Linked DNA regions of Mus musculus: region 2 is linked to region 1. The links are chromatin contacts, called in public Hi-C maps. All regions are on one chromosome and are shown on one strand. The core of a region is the stretch at or near the end of the contact, and the rest is flanking DNA. Distances in the headings are between cores, read along the strand shown.

Region 1 (6,497 bases), core at 2,953-5,452:
GACTGCTGAGGCTTGGGCAACCTATTCAAGGGTCTCATCCCAGAAGAAAACTATCTCTCCTTCCTTCTGCCCCAGCTGACTCCTGCAGCACTTCATCTAGGGCATGGGGATTGTCCAACTTTCCCACGTTCATGGTAGCATGTTGAGTGTTGTGGTCTTTGCAGGTGTTGTGCAGGCAGCCATATTGTTGAGAGTTTGTCAGGTCCAGAAGGCATCATCTCATGGCAGTCTCCATTGTTCTCTGACTCTTCCACTGCTTTTGGTAAGTCTTAAGTGTAGAGGTTTTATTATAGATGTCCCATTTGGGGATCAGCACTTATTGTCTAGATTTTGACCAGTTGTGTATCTCTGAAACAATCTGATGCAAAAATAATCATATTTGACGAAGGACAAGAGCTACATTTTTCATGAGTATAAGGATCAGTATTTAGAAAGCAGCCATAAACTATATTAGCAACAGGGTAACAATATGTTTTCTTGTAGGGTCTATAGCCTCTCCAACTATAGATTCTGGGCTAGGTTTACAATTCTAGTCACTAAGTGCTCTTCTATTGAGTGAGCCTCAAATCCAACTGTTGGTTACCCCTGGGATATTAGTGCCACTAATGCACTAATGAGCCTATCTTGCTGGAGAGGTTATTGGTTGTGTTTGTTTGTTTATTTGTTTGTGGTAGTTCTCAGGATTTACACATGGATTGTACCATTAATAACTTTCTCCCTGGTAGTCAGAATAGCACCTTCTGACACTATAAGTGATAACCATGAGGGAGGGAGCTTCTAGGTCAATACCAGCTTGATTTCTCCAAGTCCTGTGACTAATGTATGTTCTTCTTCATCAACAAGGACTTGACATAACATCTGGCAAACAAACAAAGGCAATGACAACAGTTTGTATTGTTTGGGGTCCCTAGATCCCCATACCAACAGCTCAAAGGAAGTTATCTCCTGCCTGGCACTGGGCTTTTTCCTAGATAGTCTATAGCTTCTGGGTGATCATTATCCCTCAATGTGAAGTAACTCTCAGTAAATTAACACCTCCCCACTGTGCATGCGTGTGTGTGTGTGTGTGTGTGTGTGTGTGTGTGTATGTGTGTGTGTGTGTTAAAGAAATCTCATAACAGTAAGTTTTCAAGTATCTTTAGTATTATCTCTTCACTGCATCCTTTCTGCATTTCTTTCCCATTCCTCTCCATTCAATTTCTGTCCCCCACCATTTCCCCCTTCATACCTTCATTTTGAGTTTTTCTCCTTTAAGAATTAAACAAGTTACATCTGTCAATCACCTGCCCAGGAGACCACACCTCAGGAAGGCTGACCTATCCTATCGGAAGATATGCAATGGATATGGGAGGAATAATTATCCCCTTAATGAAATAATGTACTTATACCCCCCAGGAACCCTCCCTTAATCCAGTTGCTTGAAAATTAATGCTAAACTTGCCCTCTTTTCTGAATTTTAATTTAAAAAATTGTAAGGTTCCTTTTCCTTCTTTCTGTTCTCTCCCTCTCCCTCTCCCTCTCCCTCTCCCTCTCCCTCTCCCTCTCCCTCTCCCTCTCCCTCTCCCTCTCCCTCTCCCTCTCCCTCTCCCTCTCCCTCTCCCTCTCCCTCTCCCTCTCTCTCTCCCTCTCTCCCTCTCTCTCTCCCTCTCCCTCTCCCTCTCCCTCTCCCTCTCCCTCTCCCTCTCCCTCTCTCTCTCCCTCTCTCCCTCTCTCTCTCCCTCTCCCTCTCTCTCTCTCTCCCTCTCTCCCTCTCTCCCTCTCTCCCTCTCTCCCTCTCTCCCTCTCTCCCTCTCTCCCTCTCTCCCTCTCTCCCTCTCTCCCTCTCTCCCTCTCCTTTCAGATAGTAGCCAGACTCCTACATATACTTCCCTTCACACTCTGGGTCTTTTTGCTGTTTCTTTGAAGACCTTTCTCTCCCTGCATTTATATAGCTGCATTCTGACCTCCATGTCTAATTCAAAAAGTATGACTTTCTCTTGCTCTTCTCTATCATTTTCTCCCCAGGAGTTGCTGATATTTTCTGTTGTTTGCCTTCTCTGTGGCTCACTCTCTCTGTGGCTCACCCTCTCTGTGGCTCACTCTCTCTGTGGCTCACCCTCTCTGTGGCTCACCCTCTCTGTGGCTCACTCTCTGTGGCTCACCCTCTCTGTGGCTCACTCTCTCTGTGGCTCACTCTCTGTGGCTCACTCTCTCTGTGACTCACTCTGTGGCTCACTCTCTCTGTGGCTCACTCTCTCTGTTGTTTTTCTCTCTGTCATAAAATGGTACTAGAGCTTCCTTCTGAGCTTGCTTTTAATACTTTTAAATCAAAGACACTATGAGCTCACAAAAGAGAACCCAGGTTTCCTTGTAACAGGATTACCTGGGTGGCCACTAGTTCAATGGCTTCTCTCCTAATTGTTCCTCTTGCCCACCTACCAGAATTAAAACTCCCTAGGCTTTTGCACTGTGATTATTCTTTCCCTCAGTCCTGTCTCCACTACCAATAGCTCCCCCATTTCAGTAATGAAACACTGGTGCAGAGTTGATTTCTTCTGGAAGGAGACATTATGAGCAGAGAAATGTACCCTGACTGGTGTGGTGTCTGCAGAAGGTTGGATATGATTCAGTGGTCATGTTTTCAGAACGCTCCATCAATGACAGTTGGAAACATATGTTTTTTATAAATTTCTCATTCCCAAACAAAGACTGACAGTAAAGCCCAGGGCTTTGATATTTGTATAAGTTGTTAAGTGGTTCACTGGGGAAAGTACATTTCAATTAGCATGTCACTGCTAATCATGGCGGCTTCCAGAGAGACATTCTGATTAAGGTGGTTGTTGAACAATACATCAAAAGTTGGGGCTTACTAAAAAGCTGTTCCCTTCAAGGTTGCTCATGTCACCTGATGCCTGGCTGAATTTCCTGAGCTTTTATTTAAAATCAAATGAGACATTCAAAATCCCGCTTTAAACTGAATCAATTCAAAAAAACTCCTTCCACTTTAGTACCATAAATATTAGCCAAACCACTGGTAGGTGGAGCATACAGGACCAAGTGAGGTAAAGGGAGGCTATGATGAAAGACTAGGATGGTCTCAGCTTCTCTAGGGCCATCATCTGAAGTGGTCCATGATGTAAAAGATGTTGGTTATCAATTTATGTGGGCAAACACATGTACAATAATGTATACATGCATGTCTAAGTCAGATGTGTTGCCTTTCAGGTGTTTTCCTCAGTAGGTTTCCACCCTAGTTTTTGAGATGGGGTCTCTCGATAAACCTGAGTTTACTGATTTGTCTCAACTTGCCAGTTAGCAAGTCGTTCGAGTCCTCCTATCTATGTGCCAGATCTGGGTTGACAAACGTGCAGCCATGCCAGGCTTTTTAACATGGGTCCTGGCCCTTAAACTCAGGTCATCCTGTTTAGATGGCAAGCATTTAGTGACTGAGCCATTTCCCTAGCCCCCTACTATTTTCAAGCTATTTCTGATTGTGAGCTTTTGCAGAGGGTGGAGAAGTCATGATCTATGATCAAAACAAAGTGAAATAAACTTTTATTCTGCTGTGGACAAGGAAACTGCAACTCTACATGCTTCAAGCAAGAGGTTTTCTTCCTCAGAACTTCATCCCACTCATACTTTAGGCTGAGATTATGTTCATAAGCTGTAGATAAATTTACAATTCCTCACTCAACAGTCAGTCTTGCTGTGAGCTTTATGTACACGTGCAGGCACACACACACACACACACACACACACACACACACACACACACACACATTTTTTTCCTCTTTTATGTACTCTGCTGCCGCCGTTAGGACATTAAACGTTAGGAAGTTTTCTGCTGTGTTCTTTTTTCTTTTGTGTCCCTGTATCTTGTTAGCTCATACGGATGTCCTTAAGATTGACGGTACAATTTTGTGCAATTCAATCCAGGGGAACATTCCAATCTCTCCCAGCCTGAAAAGTCCGGGAAAGACAAGAACACCAAATTTGTTCCCCTTATCTACCCAATTTAGTAGCTATTTGTCACCGTCAATTAGTCAAGGGTGAAATAATTACCCGTGGCTTGAGTGAGAGAAGTGAAGTCTGATTGGCAGCAAGAGAAAAGAATAATCAGATCGTATGAGAAGGAAATATGAGATGAGTGGGTGGCGTGGTTGGAAGACCCAGGGCAGGCCTTCACCCAGAATACCTCTGAGTCACGGCTGCTGGTCTGCCCTTTGTGACTCATTCCTTCAGATGAGCCTGGCTTTCTTCCTGGAGCTATTTTTAAAGCATCTCAGGACCCAGACAGGTTAACAAAAATTCAGTCACTACACAGTATGTCTTCTTTTCATTTTAATTCTTATTTTATTTATTATTTGTGTGTGTGTGTGTGTGTGTGTGTGTGTGTGCGCACGCGCTTGCGCGTGCATGCACACAATGAGTGAGTGTGTATGTCTGTGAGTGTGGGTATTCATCTGCCATGGCATGTGTGTGGTCATTAGAAGATACTGCAGAACTTTAGGATGGTTCTCTCCACTCAGATCAAGAAAACACTTTAGAAGTATTCTGAGTGGCTTATCTCTGGTCTAGCCAAATTGACAAGCAAAATTAAGCATTATACAAGGTAAATATATATGTATATACACACATATATACACATATATGTATATATGTTTACATATATACACATATACACATATATACATATATATACGTGTATATATATATATACATATATATATATATATCATAGTAAGCACATCATTTGCACTCAGTGTAAAGGATTTTTTTTTTTTTGGCCTGGTCCTACCCCACTGTCAGTGAGGCTGCAGAGTCTTTCACTGGTGGGCTGGCTCTCGGTCCTCACAATCTTCCCAGTTCTTCTGAGGACCACTTTTAGCTTTACAAAGACAACCTGGTTCCTTGGGTTTATGACCTGTACCTTATTTCTCTCCCTGTCATTACAGGCATCTCATGTGTCCAAGCCCATCCAGCTCTTTCTGCTACTTGTCCTCATTATCTAGTCAAGAGCACATTTTTTTCTTTTACCTTTATAACCTCCATTTCACTTGACTTAACCCCCAAATTTACATATCATCAATGAAGGAGAGCAAGAGAGAGGAAAGCTGTACAGCAGAGAATAATATTACAAGACCAAGAAAGGAACTTTGGAACAGATGTGATGTCTCAGTGCTTAAGTGTGCCTTCTATGTAATCTTGAGGACTGGAGTTTGAACAGAAACACTCATGTGACAAGAAGGGTGTCCTGAAGACACTCTTTCCACATCAGAGACACATGTGCAAATAATCACACAAACACGTGTACATAGATAAAATAAATCTTTCCTTTTTATAAAAGAAATAAACAAACATTTACTGTGCTAAGATATCTCCCTAGTTTCATTTCTGTTGCCACAACAAAATGTCCTGATAAAAAACAACTTGCAGTAGAGAAGTGTTTATTCAGTTCACAGTTTATGGTAACCATCCATGCTGGCACAAGGACGTGCCCATGGCAGGAGCATGAAGCTGCCAGTTGAGTCCAAATGAATGGGTGCATGATTCTTTACTTGGTTCATTTCATGGTCCTTATATAATTCTGGACCCCTGCCTAAGAAGTAGTGTCACCCACAGTGGACTGAGTCTCTCCTTATTAATTACCATAATAAGACAGCATTCCCAAGACTTACCCACAGCCTAACCCATAGTAGACAATTCCTCATTGAGAGGCTTCCCAGGAGATTCTGGGCGGTGCCAGATTGACAAATACATCTACCTTCATCAAGACTAGACACTAAGATTTGAGAAATGGGTAAGAAGCATAGTGCTCACACTTTCCCACTGCTGCCCTGCTAGGAGTCTTGAATGGTTTCTTCTGAAGGCTTGATGCCCTAGTGAAGAAGAAAGCTAGGGTAGTGAGGAGGGAGTGGGGTTGGGGAGCACCTCATAGTAGTGGGGGTAAGGGGAGATGGGATAGAGGGTTTGCAGAGAGGAAACCGGGAAAGGGGATAACATTTGAAATATAAATAAATAAAATAACCAATTAAAAAAGGAACTTCAGGTGTGATTTAGGAATGGACTTTGAGCCGTATAATAAACCTGGGTAATATGGAAAAGTCTGGCTGATTTGTATAAATCCTCAAAATCAAAGAACTTGGTCAGTTAGATCAGCCTCTGAGTAGAAGAATCCACATGCCATTGGGGACACAGCACAATGTGCTCATTTCCTGTTTAGAGGCAAACTGTAGAAATAGGGGGTTTTTTTGTTTTGTTTTGTTTTGTTTTGTTTTGTCATCAACTGTGGCTAAGGGCTCAGTGGACCTAGGCACTTAGGTACAGTTAGAACTTCCTGACAGAGAAAGAACCGGGAGTTGGTCATCACAGACACATATTTCTCATATTTTGCTGACAATCAGGCCTATAAGAAAAAAATAGCTGGGGTGAGATCAATCAGGTGACAACCATGTCCTCCCAGTTCTGTGTCAAGGCTCTGCACTTCACCGTCCCACTCTGTTGGTCAGCATTCTGTC
Region 2 (6,497 bases), core at 2,591-5,090, 310 kb after region 1:
GGAAATAGGAAGATCTGGAATTCAAGGCTGTCTTTAGCTACACAGTAAGTTCAAAGCTAGCCAAGGATATATGAGACACTGACTCAAAACAAAACAGAAAACTAGATCTGGGCTGGGAGAAGTAATTTCTGGGTCCTCTTAACGTGTAAACACGTACAATAATCTGGTTGGTCAAACACATAGGAAGTTCCAGGGAAGTATTCATTACCTCCTAGACAACAGTGAAGTTTCTTTTCAAAGAAAACTATGTTTTATGGGCTGGGGAGATGGCTCAGAGGGTAAAGGAGCTTGTGATACAAGCCTGATAGCCTGAATCAAATCCCAAGATGGAAAGATTTAACTTCTCAAAGTTGTCCTCTTGTTTCCACATGTGTGCTGTCTCATGCAAGCCCCCCACCTCAGCCCCTTCCCCCTCCACCACCACTGATGACCAGTCATAGCAAATTAAAAATTTTTAAATAAAAATTTAAAAGCACACTTATAATCTCAGCATTAGCTAGGTGTGTGGGGTATGTTAAAGGCTCTGGGAACAAATACAGCATAATTTACTTTAAAGATTCTTAAGCTATTAACACTTTTTTGAAACAAATATACCTATATTTTAAGTATTATTCTTATATAAAAATGAAATTAGGTTCTCCAAAATTTTTAATCTTATTGAAAAACTTAGATCATAAAAAGTATATATATATTTTTAAGCTAATACCTCAATGGCTCCTAATGAGTCAATGGTAATAAATAGGCCAGTGTTTTTAATTCCCATTGTACGAAATCAGATAGGCTAATATGTCCTTTTCTTTTCCTGTTTGAAACAGGATTTCACTTATGTAGTCAAGGCTGGCCTCAAATCTCTTGATTCTCCTTCCTTGTTCTCCAGAGTGTGGGGATTAGACTTGAGCCTCCAAACCTGGCTTAACTTTCCAAGATGGCCAGTCAACCTAACAGGCAGCCATGTCTGGGCTAACCACTTTGTCTCCATAAACAGAGTTCCTTCCACCTCTCTGCACAAACACCACACAAGCATCTTAGGTAACACATAGGAAACTTTTTTTTTTTTTTTTTTTTTTTTTTTTGGTTTTTTCGAGTCAGGGTTTCTCTGTATATCCCTGACTGTCCTGGAACTCACTTTGTAGACCAGGCTGGCCTCGAAGTCAGAAATCTGCCTGTCTCTGCCTCCCAAGTGCTGGGATTAAAGGCGTGCACCATCACCGCCCTGCAGGAAACTATTTTTAATGTCCTCATGAACTACTAACTCCAAAACAATGCTTTCTACAATTTAAGAGAACACTTGACAAGAGGACATGCAGTAAGTATTCTACCTTGAGCCCTGATCTACAGTTTCCATAAAGTGCATGAATGAACACAGAAAAACAGTTTGCATAGTTTAGCTACTAGATCAGTGACAAATTATCAAAGCTGAAAAAATACTACCCATGTGACTTAATAGTGATAATGGATTCATAGCATTGCTTTTAGATAGACGAGAGGCCTAAGTAATTCTAGAGCACAAGCAAATCAAAGTTTATGTTCACCATCAAGATCATGCTCTCAGGTAAGAAGCATTTGAGAAAGTATAGAAGTGAAATATAGGAACTTAAGACCTAGCTGGAATTTAGGCTTCTTCTGTTTTTTGGGTTTTTTGTTTGTTTGTTTTTTGTCTAGGTCGTTGACCTCAAACTCAATATATAATCAAGAATGACGGTGAACTTATGATATGATTCTCCTGCCTCTACTTCCCAAGCACTAGTATATCCATCACGCACCACCACACCTGGTAAATCAAGTAACTTAACCATTTAGTTGCAAGCAAACAGGATTATTCATTTTTCAATAACTAGTGTCACATTGGTAAGTTTGCATTCTCAGATGAATCTCTCTTCTGAGACTGGGTTAGATACATTAACAAATAAAAATGTTAAATTACTACCACCACCACCCTTTTTTTAACACATGCTGTGCTCATTAGAACGGCGTTCACAAAACAGAATACGCATCAGCAGGACAAAACCGCAATTCCATGACATGCTTTAACCCTCCTTAAATAAAAGCATACAGATATGACTCTCAAAAGGTGCGTTAGAAGCTCTAGGAAGAAAAAGTGCCGTTGCTCTTCTCTCCCCACATTAAAACCCAAACACAGAAACCATTAAGCAAGCAGCAGTCACACAGCGCACTGCTTTAAACAGAAAGCACAGAAAGCTTAGTCCTTAAAAAATGTTATCTACTGCTTGGTGATAATTTTCTACACACAATAAAAACAGTGTTTTTACTGAACTGTCCTTTATCTTTTCCTTTTCAGTATCTCTATCTAAAACACAATTATCCGTTTTTAAAGCATCAAATTTCCCCGAATACAAAACGACTCATAGATTGGTCATTTCATAATAGATGCGAGCTGAATACTATGAAAACAAGTAATATCAGCGGTTACAAATCCAGAAAAAACGATGGAGGAAGAAAACATCAGTCATTGTTTTTCCCCCGCAGGTCATTAATTAACAGGGGACACCCCTTTATTCATTTTCATTCAGTAGTTCACTGTCTGGGCCAAACCCCAAAGCTAGGGGGGAAGGGGGGGCAGAGAGGAAGCCCCGCATGGAAGCCTTGGTTTTTTTTTTTTGTTTTGTTTTGTTTTGTTTTGTTTTAATCCAGAACTGGAGACTGTCTTTCATTGCTGTGGTCACTGAAACCAGCCAACATAAGTGTCCCAACAGTCAACTCAATTTGCTCTTTCTCCAAGAATTTCCTCATCAATCCTACAAAACAGTAAACACTTCGGGGTATCTATTTCACCCAACGACATAGTTCACACTACCCGTGAACAACTTTTCACTTAAGTTTTAACTCCTTTCGTGTCCCTAAACGCCATCCTCAGCAAAGCACTGTTTTCCTTTACCAGCCGGCTCATCCCCAAAGAACGACGCTAAAGCCCCACTTACTATCACCAACCGACTTCTAGGCCCTGGCAACAACTGCTTGGCAGCACCCACTGATACATACCTAAAAGGTATTCACTTCCGATTCACAATCCCTACTCTTCAACTCAGGAGTCCTCTTATTTCGGTAGATTCTAAACTTCCTACGGTTATGTACCTAATTTCCATCCATCTCCCATACAAGCCTGAGTCTTCCTCCCAGACTACAAGGCACCGAGTCCGGGCAGGTGTACACTAGACAGCTGGCCCATCTCTGTCCCCAAACAGACCTCCAGGGTCGCCCTTTCCGCTGTCCTCCAGCCTTCTTCCACTCTGACAGTCTTCCACTGTCCAGGGACCTCGGCATCCCCCAAAGCCTGTCCCTCTATGAGCCCGCTGGTTTTTCCCTAGATCTCGCTGACCTCTCTCCAGGTAAGCCGGGGACCCCTCGCCCCAGCAGGCCCCACCTGCGGGTCCTGGATCCCCCAACACCAGCTAGGAGTGTTGCCAGCCTGCGACGTTAAAACATAAACAGCTCCTCTTCCCAAAAGCCACCGCCGTCCTCGAGCCGTCCCCGGCCAAATAAGCTCACCTGAGCTCTGCCCGGAGACCCCCAGTTCACCCCCGCCTCCGCCATCTTCAGGGACCGGCCCCCGACCTACTCCCCTCCCACAGCTCCGCCTGAGCCGCACTGCGCCTGCGCCGCCCGGCGGCTTCACGCTGACGGTAGGGGCAGAGGAGCTTCCGGTTGCCTCTGCGCGCACTGCCTCCGCTCTGCGGAGACGGGGCAAAAGGACTTCCGGTGTGCCGGGCACTCCGGGCTGGAAGGAGGTGGGGACCCTGTCTGGGAGGAGGAGAGGCTGCGAAATCAGCTGTTGTTGGTGCCCTCGGGAGTCAGAGGTTCTGGATGGGCATCTGGACTCTGTGGGCGGAGTGAGGGACTCGTGCGCGCACGCACGCGCAGCCCGAGACTCCACCCTCTGCGTGGGCCGCAGTTGCCAGCCGGGTGACAGGCTCCACGGTTGTCGCCTGCAACTTCTTCCCGCCTTGGAGTGTGCCTCAGTATCCTTTCTGAATACGGATTAAAGGCAGCTCTTTGCATCAGCTCTCGAGAGACTTGGGTCAAAGACCAAGCAACACAAAACCTTATCACCTCTGTTACTGTCAAAATTTGACTTAAAGCGCTTCCTTCTTGAGACAGGGTCACACAGTGTATGTAGCCTTAGCCGGTCTGAAGCTACCCAGGTAGACCAGGCAGACCTCGAGAGCTACTTGTCTCTGCTTCCTCAGTGCTAGGATCAGAAGTGTGCGCCACCACGCCCAGCTAAGACCTTCCTTTTAGAACTGGAAACCATAATTAAGAGAATGGATAGTGTGCACGTTGGAGATGGTGCAGATGAGCTGTTGTTTTGGATGGAAAATGGTACAGAGAAGTTTTGTTTTCTTTATTCCTTGAAGATTTTAAGGACTTGAAGTTCGAGTGGGGAAGTGGAGTGCGAATCCGGGAGATGTGTCAGGGAAGTGGGGAGTAAATATAAAAATGCATTGTATGAAGTCCTTAAGGACTCTTTTTTTTTTTTTTTAAAGAAAAATTTCATACATATACAATACGTTTTGATCATTTTTCCTGCCCACCACTACATTCCTCTACAGAGTGTTTTTAAAGGCTAATAAGTGGCTTGATTACCACCTCTGGGCTGTTCACTATATCATCTTTTGGGGAGCTTAGCCAAAAATATATTATGCTTGTGGTCTGATTGCATTGGTCTTAAGGAGAGTTTTGTAGGAACTATGGGCCTAAAGTAATTGCTATAATTTAGCAAGAGAATGTCATTTGGTTAAATGCCTTTGTTTTCATTTACTTTGAACTAACAATCAGATGCATCTTTAACAGTTTCTGATCATTTTATCAACACATTTATTTCTTAAAAATAAGAGAAACTAAACTTGGACCAAAAGACTCAGCATGTAATAATATGGCTTTTCATGTATTTCTAATGGTTTTTGTCTAGCTAATCTTAAATTTAATTCCTGCAGGTTTTTATGCATAGTAATTGAAAGCCTAGGCTAATTATGCTGCACAGATGAAGAGTTTTATAAGGAAAAATAAAAATACACATGGGATAACCCATATTATCCATGATATGATATTTTTGTCAACTTGGCAGGATTGAGAATCGCTATGGGAATACCTCTGGGTGTATGTCTGAGGGATGTTTCTAGAAACATTTCAGGAAAGAAGGAAGGAAGAAGCACATGGATGTGAGCAGCCCCAATGGGGTCAAGAGCTGAATAAAAAAGAGAAAGCTCACTGAGCATCAACACTCCTCTCAGTTTCCTGTTTCTTTCCTGTCTCTTCAGTCAGTGTGACCTCACTCTCGCCTCCATGCCTTAGCTATGGTGATGGCCTGTGTCCTTCCTTAATGGGAGCCAAAATAAACCCATCCTCCCTCAAGTCCTTTTGCCAAGCATTTGTTTTTCACAGCAACATGAAAATCCAGAACAAACTGATGTCAGGGTATGACTTAAGAGGGCGGTGAGATCATATTTATTTTGGCTTACTTTAAAGTTGGTTCTGTGCCATTGGACTGCTGGTGAAGACTTTTTGAAAGTTCAGTTGTGTCTCAGCACTGACTCCATATGTGAAGTCAGGTCCAATTGGTCCTTTTTTTCTAGGTTTTTCTTTTTATAGATATGAAGTAAAATAGTGAACCTGCTAATTTTTAAAGTCCTTTTAACCACTAGAAATATCAGTGATTTGATAGTTCTGCTGTTGCCCTGCCCCAATAATACTTCTTGTTTGTTCTTTCAATGAGAGAGACCATTGGGCAAATTAGAAAGAATAAACACTGCAGCTAAATATAAGCAAACATCCACAGAAGTCACTGGGCTGCTTTTACTTCCCTAAAAGCTTCATTTACTTCTACAAAGCAAAAAAAACAGTAAGAACTTTTGCTTCTTTGAGATTATAAAATGAATCATTTACAAGTTCATTTATCTCTTCTACAACTTCAACCTGAGCAGCTAGCAGACATCTTCAGCCTTAATGGTAATTATTGTATGTGGGCGGATACTTCAGTTAAGGTTCTGAGAACCTGGCACTTGGAAATCTTACTCAAATAAAAAGCATCGAGACAGTAAAACCAAAGAACATGGCAGGTTTTTCTATTCAATGACTGGAACCCCAAATTCTAAAACCTATCTTATCTTTCTTTTATGGTAGTGTTTGTTTGTTTGTTTGTGGTCATATTTGAGTCAAGAGCTCACCGTGTAGCAGGGGCTGACCTGAAATTCACTATGCAGGCTAGGCTGGCCTTGAACCTGTAGAGATCCTTCAGCCTCTGCCTCCTAAGTGCTGGGGTCACAGGGGTCATGTGTCTGTATCGCCAAAGCTGGAGGTTTTAATGTGAAATACTGCTTTTGTTTGGCCATAGCTTCTCTAATGCCAGGCTTATGGAAATCTGCCCTAGTATGGGGATATCAACCACTGTAGTAGAACCTTTAAGATATAGGCAGGGCCTAATAAACAGCAATTATGCAATCTGGGCTCCACTCATGAATGGGGTGATTAAAGACTGGTAT

Evidence for each region. A called contact is a pair of places that touch in the nucleus more often than the background predicts.
Region 2: a Hi-C map of muscle stem cells shows a contact between it and region 1, with 3 times the contacts expected there. The contact joins the promoter of Insig2 here to the enhancer-like site in region 1. A contact is called at or near these places in 1 of 39 promoter capture datasets (the 3T3-L1 cell line), 1 of 484 Hi-C or Micro-C datasets (muscle stem cells) and 1 of 9 other capture datasets (liver).

Annotation. Positions count from the first base shown.
Region 1 is chr1:121,010,124-121,016,620 of GRCm38.p6, forward strand. No RefSeq gene overlaps it. Among named protein-coding and RNA genes, the nearest start is that of Gm34698, 20 kb to the left of the region's middle. Within about 2 kb of position 4,203, at least 49 of the 459 cell types and tissues checked have an H3K27ac peak or open chromatin away from gene starts, as enhancers often do. A contact at or near this core is called in muscle stem cells, where this site is marked.
Region 2 is chr1:121,324,184-121,330,680 of GRCm38.p6, forward strand. It overlaps Insig2 (insulin induced gene 2), which reads right to left and starts at 3,841. Exons shown (of 6, transcript NM_133748.2): 1 at 3,508-3,841.